Linked DNA regions of Sus scrofa: all the other regions are linked to region 1. The links are chromatin contacts, called in public Hi-C and HiChIP or PLAC-seq maps. All regions are on one chromosome and are shown on one strand. The core of a region is the stretch at or near the end of the contact, and the rest is flanking DNA. Distances in the headings are between cores, read along the strand shown. Region 1 holds the start of VIM (vimentin). Region 2 overlaps CUBN (cubilin). Region 3 overlaps CUBN (cubilin). Region 4 overlaps CUBN (cubilin). Region 5 overlaps CUBN (cubilin).

What was found. A called contact is a pair of places that touch in the nucleus more often than the background predicts. HiChIP or PLAC-seq counts read pairs in DNA pulled down with a chosen protein or histone mark.
Region 2: a contact with region 1 is called in a Hi-C map of retroperitoneal adipose tissue, with 2.7 times the contacts expected there. The contact joins the enhancer-like site here to the promoter of VIM in region 1. A contact is called at or near these places in 2 of 5 promoter capture datasets (fetal liver and fetal skeletal muscle), 7 of 47 Hi-C or Micro-C datasets (embryonic fibroblasts, fibroblasts, mesenteric adipose tissue and 3 more) and 2 of 2 datasets of contacts at active chromatin or transcription factors (alveolar macrophages and skeletal muscle).
Region 3: an H3K27ac HiChIP or PLAC-seq map of alveolar macrophages shows a contact between it and region 1. The contact joins the enhancer-like site here to the promoter of VIM in region 1. A contact is called at or near these places in 2 of 5 promoter capture datasets (fetal skeletal muscle and skeletal muscle), 14 of 47 Hi-C or Micro-C datasets (adipocytes, alveolar macrophages, embryonic fibroblasts and 10 more) and 2 of 2 datasets of contacts at active chromatin or transcription factors (alveolar macrophages and skeletal muscle).
Region 4: a contact with region 1 is called in a Hi-C map of embryonic fibroblasts, with 3 times the contacts expected there. The contact joins the enhancer-like site here to the promoter of VIM in region 1. A contact is called at or near these places in 2 of 5 promoter capture datasets (fetal liver and fetal skeletal muscle), 3 of 47 Hi-C or Micro-C datasets (embryonic fibroblasts, skeletal muscle and subcutaneous adipose tissue) and 2 of 2 datasets of contacts at active chromatin or transcription factors (alveolar macrophages and skeletal muscle).
Region 5: a contact with region 1 is called in a Hi-C map of embryonic fibroblasts, with 1.9 times the contacts expected there. The contact joins the enhancer-like site here to the promoter of VIM in region 1. A contact is called at or near these places in 1 of 5 promoter capture datasets (liver), 5 of 47 Hi-C or Micro-C datasets (embryonic fibroblasts, fibroblasts, mesenchymal stem cells and 1 more) and 2 of 2 datasets of contacts at active chromatin or transcription factors (alveolar macrophages and skeletal muscle).

Annotation. Positions count from the first base shown.
Region 1 is chr10:43,514,762-43,518,819 of Sscrofa11.1, forward strand. VIM (vimentin) reads left to right here and starts at 1,680. Exons shown (of 8, transcript XM_005668107.3): 1 at 1,680-3,441. The coding sequence starts at 2,879.
Region 2 is chr10:43,283,028-43,287,085 of Sscrofa11.1, forward strand. All of the region lies in intron 29 of CUBN (cubilin), which reads right to left. Among named protein-coding and RNA genes, the nearest start is that of CUBN, 130 kb to the right of the region's middle. Within about 2 kb of position 1,959, at least 21 of the 83 cell types and tissues checked have an H3K27ac peak or open chromatin away from gene starts, as enhancers often do. A contact at or near this core is called in alveolar macrophages, mesenteric adipose tissue, omental adipose tissue and 2 more, where this site is marked.
Region 3 is chr10:43,306,535-43,310,592 of Sscrofa11.1, forward strand. All of the region lies in intron 28 of CUBN (cubilin), which reads right to left. Among named protein-coding and RNA genes, the nearest start is that of CUBN, 110 kb to the right of the region's middle. Within about 2 kb of position 1,652, at least 65 of the 83 cell types and tissues checked have an H3K27ac peak or open chromatin away from gene starts, as enhancers often do. A contact at or near this core is called in alveolar macrophages, embryonic fibroblasts, fetal skeletal muscle and 5 more, where this site is marked.
Region 4 is chr10:43,340,664-43,344,721 of Sscrofa11.1, forward strand. All of the region lies in intron 22 of CUBN (cubilin), which reads right to left. Among named protein-coding and RNA genes, the nearest start is that of CUBN, 72 kb to the right of the region's middle. Within about 2 kb of position 2,223, at least 27 of the 83 cell types and tissues checked have an H3K27ac peak or open chromatin away from gene starts, as enhancers often do. A contact at or near this core is called in embryonic fibroblasts, fetal skeletal muscle, skeletal muscle and 1 more, where this site is marked.
Region 5 is chr10:43,361,486-43,365,543 of Sscrofa11.1, forward strand. All of the region lies in intron 17 of CUBN (cubilin), which reads right to left. Among named protein-coding and RNA genes, the nearest start is that of CUBN, 51 kb to the right of the region's middle. Within about 2 kb of position 1,871, at least 17 of the 83 cell types and tissues checked have an H3K27ac peak or open chromatin away from gene starts, as enhancers often do. A contact at or near this core is called in alveolar macrophages, embryonic fibroblasts and subcutaneous adipose tissue, where this site is marked.

The DNA of each region.
Region 1 (4,058 bases), core at 430-2,929:
TTAGTGTCCTTATAAGAAAAGGAAGTGATCAGAGCTTTTGCCCTCTTTTTTGCCACATGAGGACACAGCAAAAGGTGGCCACCTGCAAACTACCAAACAGACTCTCAGCAGACCCCAGGTCAGCTGGCACCTTGATCTTGGACTTCCTGCCCCCACAGCTGGGAGAAATAAATGTTTGGTGCTTAAGCCACCCAGCCTATGGCAATTTGTTGTAGCAGCCTGAGCTGAGACAGCAAGCACACACACACCCATCCTAAGGATACAGCTTGGGGACAGGTTGCAAAGGAGAAGGGATACCCCCCGAGATGATGATGAGGCCCCAGCGTCCCCCCCAGAGGGAGTCACCCACAGACCTGAGGAATGTGCTTTGGTCACCAACAGGGCACCCTGCCACACCGCACCAGAGCCTTGCCCTCATTTCCCCGTGGTGACTCAGTCAGCAAGCGTCCCCTGACAGCACCAGCGCATTGTCCTGGGATCAGCATTTTAGGTGGGAGGAAGGTCCACCCTCCCTTTCCCCAGAGGGAAACGGCTTTTTCTCATCCGAAGGGTTCCAGGCAAACTCACAATAGTGACATTTGCAGAGCGGAGCTCGCATAAAGGGCTCTCAGAGCATAAGTGGGCCCGCTAGGACGCCACACCCCAGGAATGCGCCTCGGGAGGGACCCGCAGAGCGGGGAGAGAATTAAGGCAATCCACAGCGGGGGAGCGGTACAGCAAGGGGTCCTGCAGCGCGACCTTGGCAGCCCCACCGGCCAGAACGAACTGAAAGGAGGTAAACAAAACACTGCCTAAAAGAGGCTTGTACAAAGAAGTGAAAATAAACCCTTCATTTGGTTCTGAACTATTTTTTCTTAAATGCCAGGCAACCTTCAGGGCCCCCCTTTCCAAAACAAAAACACAAAAGCAGAGGGAAGAATTTTATCTCCCTCCACATCCACCACTGAATCAAGATGTTTCTACTTTTGCAGTGATTTTGGAGTTAATCCGTTCAATACTCAACTCTTCTAAACACTGAAACACCACAACAATAACGACGAAAACCTGTGATTTTTAAATTGCTACGAAATCACTGACAGACTCTCTTCTCTGTTCTGCGCTTTACTCATTCCCAACAAAACCCCTTCAGTTGAGTGATTTACCTAGAAAGATTTTCAGGTTGGAATCTGAACACGCCCTTGTGCCCTGGACCAAAAGTTTTCTCCTTCTGTAGACAGCTTTATCCCCCTCACTCCAAGATGAATTGCAGGAATTCTTCTGGAAAATAGGCTAAGGGACCTGTGACATTTCTCAGACAAGTCACCAGAATCCTGCGCTGTGCATCATGCGTGAACTAAAATGAACACATAAATCTAGTCTCAAACATTCAGTCCCTTGAGTTACATAACTGCCTTTTATTAATCAAATTAAACATTTAAAGCAACATCTACTTAATTCTATAATTGGTGTAGATTATATCTTTAATGTCTCTCACTACAGCAGAAAAAGCAGTGATCACTCAATTGGATTTTGCAACTACAGAGTTTCCTCTTTCACCCAGAAACGTTCAGATCTTGTTAAAAGTCGGGTGCGGTTTTACGGGGGGAGGGGGTGGAGGAAGGCGGAGAGGAGACCGGAGGGGAGGCGGGAGGAAACTTTGCAAGAAAAACCCTCCCCAAGTGCCTTTGTGAGGCCGGAGACCGGCGTTTGGCGGTTACAGAGCCTCCGCGGAAGTTTCTTACTAAAGAGAAGCCAGCATATTGGAGCAAAATCTGGATTGGGCGCGTTCCTAAGAATTTAGGAGCGCTCTAGACTCCAAACCAGCGAACGGCACATAAGAAAGCAGAGCCCAGCTCGAAGTTGGGTAAAACTTAGAACCAACAGTACTCGCACAGTGGCCCGGGGAGACGAAAGTCAATCTCGTCTAACGGTTTTCCTGAACCGCTAGGACTCCTCAACCTCGGTGGCGGGACAGCAGAGCGCAGTGACTCACTGCCAGTGGTGACTCAGCGACCCCACCCATCTCCCCTGGGCTTTCCTTGGCCACTTCCTTGCAGCTCCTTGTCCAAAGCCGGGCCCAGCCGGTTAGGTCCCTGAACAGGAACTCCTACTACAGGAGGACGAGGAAAGTTGGGGCCGGATTGGTCCCGCTGTCCAAGCAGGCGTGCGCAAGGCTGCGCAGAGCCCAGAGCCCTGCGCCCCGGGCTGTGCGCGCCCCCACCTCGCGCTCCAATCTCAGGCCCTCTTTGTTTCTTTCTCCACGCCTTCCGATCTGCTGGATCCCTCACTCCTCTCTTCCGGCTCCTTTACCCGCGGGGCCCCCCCACCCTCGCGCTTCCAGGCGACCGCAGCCAAGGGGCCGCGCGCCCCTCCCACCCGCACGCTTCCTCCTACGCCTCCCTAGCTGGCTGGGTGCCCGGGACCCTTGTGGTTCAGTCTAGGGAGGGCTCCCCCATCACCGCGGGACCCAGCCTTTTTCATCACCCAGAGGTGAGCACACCTCAGGCCATCCTCAGGAAAGCCCCAAAAGTTCCAGTTCAGCCTCCAAGTTACTGGGGGACTGAGCATAGTCCCGGTTGCGGAGGAGGGGGGAGGAGGGAGGCTCCCGGGCTCCCCCGCCCCAAACCCCAGGCCAGCCTTCCCGCCTCTCGCCGGGTCCCCATTGGCTGGCGCACTCCGCCGCCGGGATGGCAGTGGGAGGGAACGCTCCATCCTAAGGCGGTTATAAAAACTGCGCCCTCGGCGGGGTCCCGTCCTCTGCCACTCTTGCTCCGGGGTCCCCGCGCCAGAGACGCAGCAGCGCTCCCTTTGCCCACACCCACCGCTCCCTCGCTCGCCTCTCCTCCCGGAGCCAGTCCGCGCCACCGCAGCCGCCCAGCCCACTGCCACCTCTGCAGCCATGTCCACCAGGACCGTGTCCTCGTCCTCCTACCGCAGAATGTTCGGCGGCCCTGGCACCGCTAGCCGGCCGAGCTCCAGCCGGAGCTACGTGACCACGTCCACCCGTACCTACAGCCTGGGCAGCGCGCTGCGTCCCAGCACCAGCCGCAGCCTCTACACCTCGTCCCCGGGCGGCGTGTACGCCACGCGCTCCTCGGCCGTGCGCCTGCGGAGCAGTGTGCCCGGCGTGCGGCTGCTGCAGGACGCGGTGGACTTCTCGCTGGCCGACGCCATCAACACCGAGTTCAAGAACACCCGCACCAACGAGAAGGTGGAGCTGCAGGAGCTGAATGACCGCTTCGCCAACTACATCGACAAGGTGCGCTTCCTGGAGCAGCAGAACAAGATTCTGCTAGCCGAGCTCGAGCAACTCAAGGGCCAGGGCAAGTCGCGCCTGGGGGACCTCTACGAGGAGGAGATGCGAGAGCTGCGCCGGCAGGTGGACCAGCTCACCAACGACAAGGCCCGCGTCGAGGTGGAGCGCGACAATCTGGCCGAGGACATCATGCGGCTGCGGGAGAAGTAAGACTAAGCGCCCGCGGGGCTTCAGGAGGGCGGCAGAGGGGAACCGAAGCTAACACGCCCTTGGGGATGTGGCTGGGGCGGTGGCTGCCTGGGGTACGCGGTGGGCGGGGGGAGAGCGCTGTGGCTGCTGCGGCGCAGCCCTGCCCTGAACCCAGATCTTGCAAGTTAGCATTTACCCTCTACCCCGACTCATTGCCCAAGAACGACCAAAATTCAGATTTCTTAAAACTACCACTTTGTTGTTACTCGAAGGCTCCTGCAAACGATCAGTGCGATTCCCCCAAACTTTGAGAAAGTTTCCTGGTCCCCTCTGACGGGCTGCTCTTTCCCCAGGAGCGGTGTAGGAAGCGAGACAAAGGGATTGCAGAATCTTCACGGGGGAGTGGGGTGGTGGCATTCGCCTCCCAGGTCATTGTAGCAACTGCGATTGCTTTTTACGCAGCGGCCAGGGTCCCTTTGAGATTTGCCAAAGGCAGCAGTTCTAAAAGCCATAGTCGCCGACTGCCACAGAGGTGGCGCAGCAACTCGGCTGTCTCGCGGCGAAGACGTGGTGGTTGGGTGTGGTCGCCACGCCCCTGGCGGTTTCCCAGTTCCCCTTCGGTTGATGTGCATCT
Region 2 (4,058 bases), core at 709-3,208, 230 kb before region 1:
TGTGAAAATAATTTAACAGGATATGCAATAATTTTTAAAAAATCATGTCATGGTCAGTCATGTCTGAGACCTTGGGTAAGTGTGACCAGGGGTCATGGGAAGGGTCGGAAAGAGAAACAGAGGAGAGATAAGGCTGGAGATGAAAGAATTTATACCCACCAGCAAGTATCAGGCAATAACAAAGTAGCTGATGTTTAGACTCCTACTCTCCTCACCATCATCACATGACCTATCTGAGTAATAAAATGTAGAGCAATAGAGAAGTTTTCTAGGACCGGGCTTCAGTCATTTAAAACAGATGGCGGTGATCTAGGAAAGCACTGCAGAACAGAATAGTTCTATTTTAATTCATAATTACATGATGAAAATATTAACCAAGGAGTAGACATGGGGTGATAAATGGAGTTCCGAGGGATACATAGAAGAAATGGAGATGAGTGGCTCTTTGCACCCAAGTGGTAAGAGAAGACTTTCATGGAGGAGATGACATCCTTTCAGAGTTGCCTAAGTTATGCGAGAACTTGCAAAACGTTTGGAAATATAAAGTAAGGCACAGACCAGGGCATAAGACAAAACAGATTCCAACCCTGGCTGTGCTGCTCTTTGGGTAACTAAGTTAACCTTTCTGAGGCTCAGGGTCTTCTTCATCTCTAACAGTATCAGGACTCAGCCTCAGAGGGTTGTGATACAGATTAAATGAAAATACCCAAAAGTGTCTTGCATATGACGGCCACTCCAGGTATGCTGTGTATTACAATTGAGGGGTTCATCTAGATCTTGGAGGAGGCTACAGAAAGACTTGGAATTGAAAAAAGGAATTACCGTACCAGCTCAAGGGCCATCATGAATAGCCAATAAGAGATAAGAAATCACTTGTTCATGAAGCTGCAACAAAGACAGTTCATCTTTGAATGGTGGTTCACAGTTTGTCACTGTGCTTTTAACAAGCACATGATCTTATTTGAAATTCATAACAATTCTATGAGGTAGGCAAGATTGATCATGGTGGGTCCATTTTAGAGATGAGCAAAGTGAGGCTCCAGAAGGCTTCTGGACTTGTCACTCACATAGTGGATGGCAGATCTGGGCTCCACCTTCCCCCACCCCTGCCCTCTGCCAACCTCTCCTACCCCCAACCCCTCAACTCCTAGTTCAGCCTTCCCTCCACGATGCCTGGTTGGGCATTTCGCCCCAAAGGGCCTGGGTTGGCAGTGTTAAATACCGCCCTTATTACTGTTCTGCCCATCTACTGAGGAAACAAATCACCATGGCAATCAGGACAAAAAATAAACAAAGCAAAAATATTTTTCATTTAATGTGAGGTGTATCTGACCAATATTAACATCATCAGACATCAGCTGAACTAGACTAAATAATGTCCTCAAGAGAATCGTATGTTATTCTGTTTTCTTTAGTTAATTTTTATAAAATTTTTAGTACTGGTGACTGATAATCTATTTGATTCCATTCTCCTCTAAACTCCCAGTCATTAGCTGAAAGGAAACGATTTCCTTATCAGCAGGAAGCACGCCGATCTACTGAACTCAAACAAGAAAGAGTTAAAAGTTGCTGCTAAACCTGTGAAGATAACTTAAATCTTTTGCATGAAAGAACTTTGCTAACTTGGTGTTGGGTTTTTTTTTTTCCTTTTGTTTTGTTTGGCTTGATCTGAAATGAGCAATGAGCTAAAAACTTCCAGAACAACAGCAACAAAAAAGCATAGTTTATGTATGTTCTATCCTCGAAGGCTGGGGTGGCTGCTGAGATTTTTTTTGTTTTCTGTTTTTAATAAAAGCAAATTGGCAATGAGACAGCAAAACGGAATTAGAGGCACAAAGTTTTAAGAGCACATTCTGTATTTCCTGCAATTAAAATTGCTCAAGCGCAGTCAACGCTTTACACTTGGCGTTTTCCTAAAACTGTGTTCCCTAAACCGATAGCACTGGGAGGGCTGCCAGCTTGGCAGTGACCTGGCCAAAGCCCATGAGGCTGAAGGAAAGGGAGCAGAGGACAGACCCAGAGAGGACATCTTCACATCCTCAAACTTCTGAGGGAAACGTCTGAGCGACCAGTGGTCAGTGTGACAAAGAAGCTGGAAAGCCGAAGAATAGTAAAAGAGTAAATTCTAAACAACAAAGGGTGATGCTCATATACTTCATTAAAAAGAGTGATTTCTACTTGAATAGTTTTTCTATAACATAAAAGTAAAAATTTTTTTCTTCTCCGAAACTTTAAGAGGCGACTACCTAGTTAGACAATTTCTCTCTGACATACAGAGGCGGTGGCAGGTGATGGGAGTGGGGTCCCAGGAAGGAGTTACCAGTAAGGACTCTTCTTGCAAGTCCAGGTATGGGGCAGGTATACTCTGAAATGGTGACAAGGAGCTCAGAGTTTGGGAAAGGCCAACCCCAAACAAGATTGAACTACTTCCCAGAGAACACAGGCCTCACTGCTGATTTATCCGTGAGACAGGCAAATAATACATTTACAGCAAATTTCAATAGAAATCTTCAGGTTGGGCTGGAATAGAGGTGGAGACAAACACGAACTCCTTAAAAGGGCCCAAAAGTCAGACATTACTGATTTGATTTTATCAGTTAATTCCCCAACAGTCTAAAAGTGTATGTTTACACGAAAAGATGCTCAACACTGCTAATTATTACAGAAATGCAAATCAAAATGACAATGAGGTACCACCTCATGCGAGTCAGAATGGCCAACATCAAAAAGTCTATAAATAACAAATGCTGGAGAGGATTTGAAAGAAAGAGAATTCTGCTACACTGTCAATGAAGATGTAAGCTGGTGCTACCACTATGTAGAACAGTATGAAGAGTCCTCAGAAAACTAAATATAGAAATACCATATGATCCAGCAATCCCACTCCTGGGCATATATCCAGACAAAACTATAATTTGAAAAAATACATGCATCCTAATGTTCATTGCAGCACTATTTGCCATAGCCAAAACATGGAAATAACCTAAATGTCCATCGATGGAGGAAAGGATAAAGAAGATGTGGTACATATATATGATGGAATACTACTCAGTCATCAAAAAGAACAAAATAATGCCATTTGCAGCAACGTGGATACAACTAGAGATTATCATACTAAGTGAAGTCAAACAGAGACAGACAAATATCATGTGACATCATTTATATGTGGAATCTTAAAAAAATGATACAAAGGAACTTATTCACAAAACAGAAACAGACTCAGACTTTTAAAACCAACCTATGGTAACCAAAGGGGAAGGGTAGGGGTAGGGATGGATTGGGAGTTTGGGACTGGCACATGCACACTATGGTGTATAGAATGGATGGTCAACAGGGACCTGCTGTATAGCACAGGCAAATCTACTCAATATTCTGTGGTAGCCTATATGGGAATGGACATGTGTATATGTATAACTGAATCATTTGGCTATACAGAAGAAATTAACACAACACTGTGAATCAACTATACTTCAACAATTTTTTTTTTGTCTTTTTGCCTTTTCTAGGGCTGCTCCCGTGGCATATGGAGGTTCCCAGGCTAGGGGTCGAATCGGAGCTGTAGCTGCTGGCCTGCACCACATCCACAGCAACTCGGGGTCTGAGCCGCGTCTGCAACCTACACCACAGCTCATGGCAATGCTGGATCCTTAACCCACTGAGCAAGGCCAGGGATCGAACACGCAACCTCGTGGTTCCTAGTTGGATTTGTTAACCACTGAGCCACGAAGGGAACTCCCAACAAAAATTTTTTAAAAGATAAATAAAACTGGGATACAGGAAAAAGGCAAACGATAGGAAATCATTTCACTGAGAGAGAAGACCAACATCAGAGCACAGCAGTCCTCTCTAAAGATGCAGCCATGAATGGAGTCCCTATATTCATCTGATCTTAAGGATTTGCAGAGTAATTTTCTGGGGGATCTTGTGAGTTAGCACTGACCCTGTGAGGGCAGAGATGGCACAAGCTAGATCTATCACAAGATGAAATCAGAGAAGAAAATTGGATAATGTAAATATCAGAGTATAGGAAATTCTCCTTTTAAGAAAAATAAAGAAGA
Region 3 (4,058 bases), core at 402-2,901, 210 kb before region 1:
GGGTTTGATAACTTGGTGCCTGTGCAGTTGATTAGACTATTAGAGATTTCAGACTACAGTTGAAAAGTGAAATGATCCATCCAATAGTAAGGACCCATACATACAAAATGGAAAATAAAAAACAAGGATATATCACTGACAGTGCAATTTTTGTAAGGGTTTTGTAGGTACTTTATGCATCATGGGAACTCAAGTCTGGAGAAACCCAGAGTCAGCCAATATGTAACCTTTTCCCTTGGTGGGAATCAACTTAAATGAACCACCAAGAACTCTCAGAACAAAAAGGAGCTTTTCAAGTGTCTCTCTGTTGCAAAATTGTTTTATGATCTTGAAAATTTGTGATTGTAATGAATGAAAGTATAATTGTTTCCTTTCTGAACTGGGGATGCATAGATTGATTTCTCTCCTAAATGAATTGTAGAGTCACGGTGAGTAACAACTAAAACTCAGCCCTTTCTATTTGGGGTTGGCATCTAATTCATACTTTGCCTTTTTTTTTTAGGGCTGCGCCTGTGGCATATGAAAATTCCCAAGCTAGGGGGTCAAAGTAGAGCTGCAGCTGCAGGCCTACGCCACAGGCACAGCAACGTTGGGTCTGAGCCTAGTCTGTGACCTCCACCACAGCTCACAGCAATGCCAGATCCTTAACCCACTGAGCAAGGCCAGGGATTGAACCCAAGTCCTCATGGATACTAGTTGGGTTTGTCACTGCTGCACAACAGGAACTTCCTAATTCATACTTTTCTAAGTACCGTTTTTATTTGCAATTTCTGCAGAAGAAAAAAGTTTTAATAATTGATTAAAGAGAGTCCATTAAATCAAGAGTTTCTTTGGGATGATCATTTAAATATGGAGAAACTTTTGGAAAGAAAAATAGGGCCCGTTTCCTATTACAAGTCTTTAAAAATTCCAACAAAACTTCATACTTTAGAGTTTAAGACATAATGGAAATGATTCATCTGCTGTGAGGGAGAATTCTAGGTGTGGTAGAGAATCCCCTGATATTTGTGAAGAACAAAAAATCTGATCAATGTAAAGAAAATAGTTAAATTTCTGAGAACTATACTCCACGAGTTCACAGAATGGCTTTTCAAAGTCACTGTCACCAATAGAAGATTCTCTTTTGATTGGGAGCAGGAAAGTCATTTTATTACAGGAGCATATCAGAGTTTAGAGTATATTCAGTGTGGTCAGTGATAGGCTCTTAGATTCAAAGTCCCTTCTGAGCTCCTACATTTGCTTAGAATACAATCTTGTGAAAATGTCTTAACCTCCATAAGCTCAAATTTCTTTCTGAACTTGGCATCTTAATGGTACTTATAAAGTTATTATGTTTAGCAAATAAGACACGCTACACAAGCTGAATGTGAGTTCTGGCGTAGGGAAAGTGCCCAAAACGTGATTCTAACTCGTGGTCAGAGGCAAAGGGAACCAATGCTGTTTCCAAAGAAACCACCCCAGAAATAGCTTGGGGAGAAAAAATGTGATGGGTAGAGAGAACTCGAACTGACTCACGGAGAACATTTCTCAGAAATCATCCCTGGTGGACCAGACGCGGAAGCACCGAATCAATGAACCACTTCTAAGGAGCTGGCAGCCAGCAAGGGCGGTGTTGCTATGACAACCTGGTTTTGTGTGTTGATGAGCCCACTCCTGACGTGTGGGGTGCAGAGCGCAGTGCAGATCAGACGGCAAGGGAGACTGTTAGCGTAGAGTGTGTGTCTGGGTGGAGGGAGACGGTGGGTGACAACAGGGCTGGTGGCAAAGAGGGTGCTGGGAAATCTGTCAAGGCTGCTTGGGGAGTGGATCAGGGAGAGGCCATACTAAGCAAAGCAGCTCTGCCCACTGCCTGTGTTTCTTCCTGAGGCAGCCTCCTCCCTGCTTTCTGTCCCGCCAGCCTGCAGCTCTAGCTGCAGAGGAGTAGGGATTGGTGAATTCTTGGAGCACCTCTTCGGATTATTTTCCCCACCCGGAAAAACAGCTCTACTGGGATCTATGGGAGCGGCCTCATCAGAACAGTTATTGAGAACATTGTTGCTGAAGTTTACACACAAATCTCCCGGATACACTTGGCACTTGAAGGTTACTTTCAATTTGAGGGGCTTTGAAATGTTCCTGCAACAACAGGAAAAACGGCCAGGCGGGATTCATAGAGTGGGTGAAAGGCTCCCACCGGGTATGAGAAACGCTGGGGTGATAAAACCATAATCAACTTCTTGGAGGTAAATTAGGCAGATGTTTAGAGGAAAGCGAACAAGCAGAGCAGGGAGGACTCTAGAGGGCTGGGGATCCCAGGGAGGGGAGGGCTGCTCCATTAGACACGCACAGGCACAATGCTGGACCTAGAGGCACACATCCCCCCCCAAGGCACAGGGGAGGCCACGCTGCCTGCCTTGTGCTGCCTGCGGGGTGGGGCAGGAAACAGGAGGTACCCATCTAAAATTAAACAATTCCTCACAATGCTGGGCTTTGCATGAGGCCAGGAAACCAGCTTGAAAAACTGCATTCTGAATTCCTTTGGGGCACTCTGAATCAGAGGTTGGTCTCAAACGCAGACCCTGTGGCTTCCTTTCCACGTGGTGGCTGCTTGCTGTCCCCTCTTAATGGTGCACTGATATTTATTTCTACTCTCTACATATTACTTATTTTAGAAGCCACAAAGGCTGCTTGGGGGATATATATATATATATTTTTTTTGAATTATTGTCTAATCATGAATCTGTGCAAAGATTTAACTATGAAGATGTTTATCTCAGCACTCTTTACTATAGTAGACTTTTGAAAAGATTCTCTACAAGAATTGGTGGCTGTATTATGATGATGGGATATCCAATGTTACAAATGCCTGTGGTGTAATAAATAACAAAGAGTAACATTCACAAGCTATTGTTACATGTAGAAAAGTCATTATAGGAGTTTCCATTGTGGCTCAGGGGGTTAAGAACCCGACTTTGTCCATAAGAATGAGGGTTCGATCCCTGGCCTAGCTCAGTGGGTTAAGGATCTGGCATTGCCACAAGCTGCGGGGTAGGTCGCAGATGTGGCTCGGATCCAGTGTTGCTATGGCTGTGGTGTAGGCTAGCCTCTGCAGCTCTGATTCAACCACTAGCCCGCCTAGCCTGGGAACTTTCATATGTTGCAGGTGAGGCCATAAAAAAGAAAAAGGAAAAAAAAAAGTCATTGTAGAGTAGTAGGTACAATATCATCCCCTGAGAACACTCAAATAAAATAAATATATAGGGAAAGACTACAGGAAATAAATACCACCAAATATTATTAGTAGTGATGTAATTTAGGTTATTTTTATTTTATCTATTTTTTTCTACATTTTCCAAATTGCCTGCAAGGACTGTATTCCTGTGTAATCAGACGGGTTTATTTTTAAAGTATTATCTTTGGGGATTTATTAACATAGCAATGTAGCTGTGCCCTGGTAAAATGTTTTTCCAGTCTCAGCATTCCATACCCTTGTAGGTTCTCAGACATCCAGCTGGTCTACTAAAAATATTATACTGTCTGGCTCCATAATCATTTTTATGTATCTCAAGATTATCCATGAAAATTAGCCCATTAAAATGTTATTATGTAAAGGAATCTCCTCCAGCATTAATTTAAACCGTATTTTGTCCCCAATGCTCCTTTATTTTATCATAACTGGGTTTTTATTATTAATTAGACTAGTGCTTTATTAAAAAATAATTCCTTCAGATGTTCAGGGACGAAAGAGTTCTTACCAACATAAGTTTTGATAGTCACTGATGGACCACTAAGTGCCTAATTCCCTCCCTAGAGGTAAGTGAAATGCTTTGAAAGCCAAGCATATTCTCCCCTGTGTGTACACGAACCACAGCCTTCCCTCTGCCAGCTCTACCACTACAGTGAAGCAATACCCAGTTTAAAAAATTATTCTGCCTCCTATAAGCCTTGCCATCTGCTACAGATGGGCTTAGAAGCAGGAAGGAATTTATTGGACAACATGAAATCCTAGAACCTGGAGCTGGAAGGGAGGAGAGCACTGCCATAGCCTTCCCCAACCAGGGGAGAGGGAAAGAAGCCTG
Region 4 (4,058 bases), core at 973-3,472, 170 kb before region 1:
CAGCTATTGTAAAACTGTACTTGGATTATCAGTAATTTTAAATTTGGCACAGTCATGGTGCTTTACAGCTATTATGTGATTTTTACAGAAAATGTCTCTTTGGATCTTCCTCAACTATGTGAAACTGCCAGATCTTATAACCTCCAATTTTTAGAGAGCCACAGATGAACAATCAGAGACTCCTGGAGGTTAAGTTCTGAAAAATTACTTAGTTCAGACATAGCAAAGATATAATTTAAACCCAAGTCCTCCCCTTCCAGGCCCTATGCTCTGTAATAATCCCTGGTTTCTCTAAGTATGAAAAGTCAATTTAGAAATGAAGGTGAGTAGAAAACTAAGAACATCACAATTAAGTGTTTTGTTTAGCATTTTCATTCTAAGAACTAAAAAATATGATCCATTAGATAAGATAAATCTACTGAGCTGGCAAGTGCTGGGATAGCCAGACATGCAAAAATATGAGAAAATACTGACCAATAAGAGAATAAATCTTAAAAAACAAACAAACAAACAAACAAAACCAACAGACCTAGTAAAAACCTTTTCCAGAGGGAAAATATCTGAATATCTCAGAGTGGAAAATACAGAATTCAAGTTGGATAGAAAGAATCAGAGAGGCGTGTGACCTGCCCAAAGCTTTCCAAGTTAGCATCAAGGCTGAGACTGGAACCAAGGCTCTGACTTCAAATGCAGCCTTTCTTTCACCAAATCATAACAAGGACTTCCTACGATGAGCAGCAATAGCCCAGTTCCCCATTACACCTCATAGCGATTTATATGCTAGGACTTGACTTTTAGAGTCTCTGACGAACTGCAAATTTTCACTAGAATCACTTGAACTGCTCGTTGAAAACCTACCCTAGACCTATTTGAATCAGAATTTCTGGATGGGCCCCTAATATCTGAATTTGTACCAAGAAAACCTTACCTTAAGTTTCCAATGAACAATTTGAGAACACCACTCTACTGGATTAAAGATTTAAAATAGCATTCATTTCTTCTAAAGGAAACTTCATTTACCCTTCCATTACCATTTTTTGACTCATCACTCTTAGATGCTTTTTCTGGGCTCAGTGACAGGACAATGGATGAAAAACAACACTGAACACCCACTGTTGGGTAGGTGGGACTCCGGGCTGGGCATGAGGAGGCTGAGAAAGCCCATTTTTAAGCTAATATTGATGAGGTTCTGACACTTCCTGGCCATTTTCCCAAATGATTGTAACATTTCTCTCTTTGCAAAGAAATGAAAATTCCTGGGAGATGGGTCACAGCTGTGGCTCAGATTTAATCCCTGGCCGGGAACTTCATATGCCATGGGTGTGGCCATTAAAGAAAGAAAGAGGGAACAAAGGAAGGAAGGAAGGAAATTCCTCCATGGTTCTACCATAGCTCTAAAGTGAATGATACCAGCCACATCGCCGGCAGTTCCTATAAGCATTTTCAAGAGCTAATCTAAACAATGGAAAAGCAAATGGATTCAATGTTCAGACCGGACTGTTTGGGTTCTAAACTAACTACCTGTGTATTCTTGGAAGGAAAAATTCAATTCTGGACTTCAATTCCCCTCATTTGGAAAATAAGGTAATTGGAGTAGATTAGTGTTTTGAATTGTCTGACACACCATTAAAAATACATTTATATCAATCACGCACACACATGGATAATGCAAACGGGTTTCATGAATTTATACCAAACTTTGCATGATAAGGTCTCATACTTTCTTGTCTATTCTTTTCTATCCTATTCCACACTTTTAACAAAGGTAGGTAGCAATCTAATAAAATAATATCATGACCCACTAAAGAGTCATGAATGTTTCAATGCTTGAAAAACACTAGACTAAAAGTTATACAGGTTTTCACCTAATGTTAGAATAAAAAATGCATTAGATACATTTCTCCATTCTTTCTTATCCTTTTAAAGTCCCTTCATGGTAGGATTATTTTAATGTCTATGTTAATAGAAATGAATATTATCATTTAAATAAGTAAAGTTAACTAATCAGTTCTATTCTCTCAGCATTCAAATGCCTTGTACTTTAAAATAAGCAAGGATTTAAAACCTGGTTTTATAATCAGTTGCTAAGAGATTCTCAAGAGTCTTTACCCAAGAATATTTTCCTTTTAGTTCTTTGTTTCTCTTCCCCAAGCACATCTGGAGGGAGGCAGAAACAGTGATGAGGGAAGCAGTCAAATTCATGACCAGGAGCTGATCCCTTTCCTCCCAAGCACATATTTAAGGACTGAGATCATAGCCTCATTACAAACTACAGATGGAAAAGTAACTGGACTCAAGTTAGAAAATTTAACCTTTATCAGATGAAGACAGGGAAGCCTTCAGCAGAGAAACTCAGGCCTGTTGTATGAGGGACTGAAAGTCAGCAACCACACATTGTCATTATTGCTCTAAAAATAGCTTTTGCTAAAGCAATAAAATAGGATGAAGGCCAATGACTGAGCCTCCATTGACACTTTCCTGATACTGTTTCATTCTGCAGAAAACATCAAAAAGAAGATGACACCTGAAAAGAAAGCATCCTAATGCCTCCTGTTTCTGCTTCAGGTGGGCATCTCACTCAAACTCCGGCCACCTAGAGGGCGAGCCCAGAGCCAGCAGTCACCAGCCGGACCCCGCCATCCGTCTCCTGAGTCCAGACCTTCCCTGAGCTGCCCTGCAGGGGCGTCCTCGACAAGTCACAGGAGCCAATCGCTCAGGTCCTCATCTACATGGACACTGAGACAGGCGCCAAAACATCAAGCTGAGGGTGCCACAGAGCTTCCTGAATCCAGTCATCTGGTTGCGATTTAGAATATTTGACGGTGGGAGTCAGACAGATGAAATCATTCTGTAAAAGGCAGGCACACAGTGACCAGCCAGGCTCAGCCAAGGGACGGAAAGCAAACACTCCCTCGCCTGTGATTTCAGCCCTGTCTGGACCCAACGAGCCAAAGCGGTGATTACCACACATGGAGGCGGATTGGAGAGTCTTCAGTGCTTGCCACCTCAAGATGCTCTTCTCTATTATCCACTGTCTTTTCTAGTCTTCTCTTTATTTGTCAGTTTCCTTTACTTTCCAGCTTGTTGCTTTTGTGTTTCACAACTTACTGTTATTTGTCCTGGTATCTTATCGTCCTGAATTAAAACTTTACATCTTCCCTGCCAGATGATTCCTATTGCTCTTGGTTCTTCATGCACTGGGTGTTGCCTTACAAGCTAGTGTGGTTCCAGCAGAGCTCTAGCAGTCGTTGCAGAGATAACTTGTGTATCATTACAGAAGGTTCCATAGTATTTGAGGAGGCCCTTCCTGCACTGTCTGTTATCTCAGTTATTGCTAGCTTATTCATGCAGCAAATTAAATTTGTGCTCATAGTTGATTAGAGCCAGAAGACATCTCAAAGATCATCAAATCCAATCCCTTAATTTTACAGATGAGAAAACTATGGCCCAGGGAGTTCAAGTGACTTGCCCCAAATCCTAATCTAATATGCAGCTGCGGTTTGGACCACATATACGAGGCAGATAAAACCACAGAAGTATGGAAAATTGTGTGCATGCTATAATTCCTTGGGAAGTCAGTTTGGGTCATTGGATGTTAAACACCTGAACGAAGTCCAAGGAATATGTCAGTCATATGATATAACTGATTGTCATTGCTGAGGATTCAATTTCCCGGGTGCTGGAGCTGGATAATGAACTGTCTCGAGAGCGGGATCCATGAGAGAAAAAGGAATAGGATTTGCTCACACTCAGGATTCTGGAGACATCTACAGCCATACTTCCAAGACATAGAATTTAAACTACTACAGGGAACAGCCTGAAAAGAAGAATCATGGCCACCTGCTCTGAGAAGAAATAAATGAGAAATTGGGAGGGACTCCAGGTGGAATATTCACTTACCTTTTTATTTTTTTAAAGAGAGTTGGGGCTTTAAAAGATGAGTACCTGGGGATCTCTGGCTGCAGGACTGTGTCAGAGGAGCACATCTGAGAAAGGCTCTGAGTACTCTTCTGAAGGGGGATGTCTGAGAATTGCATTTCTGGAACAATCTGAAGGCG
Region 5 (4,058 bases), core at 621-3,120, 150 kb before region 1:
CCTGCAGAATCTAGTTCCCGTCTAACTCTAGTTTCTTTCTTCCTCTCCTTTTCGATGCCAGCCATACTCATCTATTCGCAATTCTGTGGGTGTGTGTGAAGCTTTTTGTCAATTCAACCTCTGAGGCTCTGCTGGCACCTCTCCCTGGAATGGTCCTTCTCTCCCTTCTCTCGGCTCTTGGCATTGCTAATCCCTTCTCATCTTCAGACTCGAATCTGACATCCCCGGGAAGCTACCGCTAAGCGTTCAGCTTAAGTCATCACCGTGTTATTTTCTCTCATATACTTTCTTTCCTTCACGATACTTTGCCCACCTTGAAATTATGTGGTTTGGGGCTTACTTGTTTCATACCTCTGTGTTCTGCACATCCACCTCCAGCACAGTACCTGGCACTGAAGTTACTTAATAAATATCAAGGAGTTCCTGTCATGGCGCAGCAGAAACGAATCCGACTAGGAACCATGAGGTTGCGGGTTCGATCCCTGGCCTTGCTCAGTGGGTTATGGATCTGGCATTGCCGTGGGCTGTGGTGTAGGTCACAGACATGACTTAGATCCTGTATTGCTGTGGCTATGGCATAGGCTGGCAGCTGTAGCTCCGATGGGACCCCTAGCCTGGGAACCTCCATGTGCCGCAGGCGTGGCCCTAAAAAAGCAAAATAAATAAATAACTAAATAAAAATTGTTGCAATTCCTACTTAAAAAAATGAACATAAAATAAAGTCCAAAGTCAACTTTTAAATAAATAAATAATAAATGTTTAGAACATGAGTACATAAATGCGTGAATAACTTCTAATCCTTCCGGAAAGAATAATATTACTGTTTCTGAGGTGGATGAGAAACCTGAGGTTTACTGATGTTAAATACCTCGCCATTGGTCAAACGGAGACTTGAAGTCCTTTGTCATCTTTTCATGCAAGATTGTTTTCGTTTATACCTCTCGATCTGCCCCAATAGCACCCATGCTCTGATAAACATCATTTCCAAATCCTCTTCTCACTCCGTGCTCTCCATCTCCCTTACCCACTGGGTCTGTGATCTCCACAGAAGCATGCAACTCCTTGACCGACAGGACGGATCTATGCCACACGGTCCCTCACGGGCCCCAAACTAGGTGGTTCTACCCTCTCAGTCCATGGCCTGGCTTCCTCAGCACCAATCGGTAACATTATCTCAACTGAGCAATGGCGTCTTTTTTTTTTTTTTTTTTCCTTTTGTCTTTTTAGGGCCGTACCCACGGCATATGGAGGGTCCCAGGACAGGGGTCTAATCGGAGCTGTAGCTGCCAGCTTATGCCACAGCCACACCAGATCTGAGCTGGGTCTATGACCTACACCACAGCTCACAGCAACGCCATATCCGTAACCCACTGAGCGAGGCTAGGATCAAACCCACAACCTCATGATTCCTAGTTGGATGCAATTCTGCTGCACCACGATGGGAACTCCGTGCAATGGAATCTTTTATTACTTCAATAAAAAGCACCAAGATGGCCAAGCAATTGTGGAAAAACTGTTTTGACAACAAAAATGCTAGAAACTAACCAAAAGTTTCTAGTCTCTGCCCAAACCCCAAATCCAATATTCTAAGAATGCAAACTCTTGACAATCTTCCCATTTCCCCCCTTTTCCCCCCTAAGATCTCTAGAAAGACATTTCTTTGAACTAAAATTAATGTCCACATGTGCTTAACTGGAAAACAATAGCCCGCAGGCAACTCTGGTGCATTTGCTTGCTGCAGCTACATTCCTGCTCCAGTTGCCAGAGGTCCTATTCTTTCTCTGCCCTTTCAGTTTATACCCTTAAGAATTTTTCTGTGAGTCATGAGTCATGAGGCTCTGACCATCGACGACGTGTCCCTTTGAGGGTAACAAGGCTTAGGCAGACCAAAAGTCACAGCCCTCCCTCAACCAACCCCAAGGCTGGAGCTGAATAGCTTCCATGCCTAACAAAGACCAAAAGAAAGTCCTTTGTGAGGGCGAATCCATCTGAAGGCCCCTGGGGAGGTGGCAAAACCTTGGAGGGCCCAGTGGGAGCACAGGGGGTGGTGGCTCAGGGAAGGAGGGACAGAGGAGGTGATGAAGGGTTCAGAGGCAAGTCAGACCTTCAGTTTTCCAGTTTACTGTGCTCTCTCATCCCCCCCCCCTTTTTTTTTTAGTTTTCTTTAACATCTTAGAGATTTTTACTTGGTTTTGATGCACAGCCTTTTCTTTTTCTTTTTTGTTTTGCCATTCATGTCATTTTCTATTTCCTACTTTGACCCAGTAATTATTTAGGAGAGAGTTTATAGACTTCCAAGAAATTGGACATTCACAAATCTTAACCCTAATATCTAGTTGCATCACACTGTGGAGAGATATGTGTACAATTTCTGTGTCGTGAATTTCCTGGGCATGGCAAGCGGTGTCAAATAGGATGAATTTGTCCGGCAGTGAGACTTGCAGAATCAGTACACATGCCCTAGATTGCAGAAGCCAAACCGAAAGTAACTTACTTTTCCCTATCATGTTAATTAGAGTTATCAACTTTTCTATGCTGTTTACTTCCATTTTGCTTTCCTTGTCTAAGAAGGAATCAGTTCTCCCAGAAGCCCTCCTGTTTCCCAGAAATCTCCTCTCCTTCCCCTTCCATTGTACCTCTCTTCTGTGCTCCCCTTCTACCCACCCAGTCTTGGTGGGAGGGGGACAAAAGACTTGGGGTAGGTCAAGGAGATCTGGTGAGGTGAGCAATTCTATTCATTTCCTTCCATGTCTCATTTCAAGACATGGCCTTAATATCACATAAGCTTCCAAAATTATTATTCAGCTTAGTACTTGCCTTCACTGGGATTAAAAATTAAACTTTCATTACTACCTTATGTGTCCTTCAGTCAGAGTTCTGATGGCTTCATTTGCTTATGAAATATTAATGAGAGCTGCTTCTTTTTATTCTGGAAAGATGGTTCTATCACATTCATTGAACCATTCTATATAATTTAAAAGCTCTCATCGACAAAAACAGATGGACCGAGAGTTGATCTATTCTTGCTATGCCTAATTCTTCTGCTACCAGCCACATCACATCACCTGGGGGCAATGTACACTTTTAGAACTGGAGATTGTATTTGCCGTAGCAATATAAATCCAAGAATTAATACATAAGTGTGTGTTTCCTGTTTAATAACAAAAGAAAAAGAAAGAGATGCTGCCATGAATCTGGGCAATACCACATTTGTTAAATAGTTATATTTCATTCTCAAAGAAATGTTTACGGAGCTCTCTTACAGAGCAAAAAGTCTTTCAAAACCAGACTCTATATGAAAGAGATACACTAGGCATTCGCATCTTAATCTACATTTAAAGGGCATGTTCTCATGGCAACAAGATATCTGGAACTACAAAAGGAGAAGATTTGAGATTCTTAAATCACATCTATTCAGACTCAAAAGAAAGGTTCCGACTATCATTCTCTCACCTCTCTCTAGAATTACCTCCCTATTCTTTGCTCTTTCTAAAACTTTGGGGGGGTGGTCTCTCTCTCTCTCTCTTTCACAAATAGAGTTGAGAAACGGCAAGGTCACCCTCCCTCCAAACCGCCAATGTATCTTAAATACCAGTCTCATTTTTTTTTTTTATTCCTTTGATAAAACATGGTCATTTTTAAGTATACCTTTAAAAAAATAAAACCACTATTTTGGGGAGCAATATGCTGAGTCATAATAAGGTCATTTGAATTGGATCCTTCCTGTATCACATTCTTCAATACCCACTGTCTGAAGCATATGAAAAGAAGTGGATGTACTTTTCCAAAAGAGGCTTAGTTCACAAATTTTCCCAATAAATAGATAAGATTACTGGCTAGAACTTTGATCGAAGCCATCACACACCTATCTAGAATACTCTGTAGATATATATAAATCCTGTTCTGACAATAACTAGAGTTAGACCTTGTGACCTCAATTTTCTCATTTGTAAAATTAAGGATTTAGATTAAATGACCTCTGAGGCCCTTGCTGGTGCTAAAGTTCTATAAATCCATTAGTTGTATTACTTTAAGACGGTCAAGGATACATTAGAAAA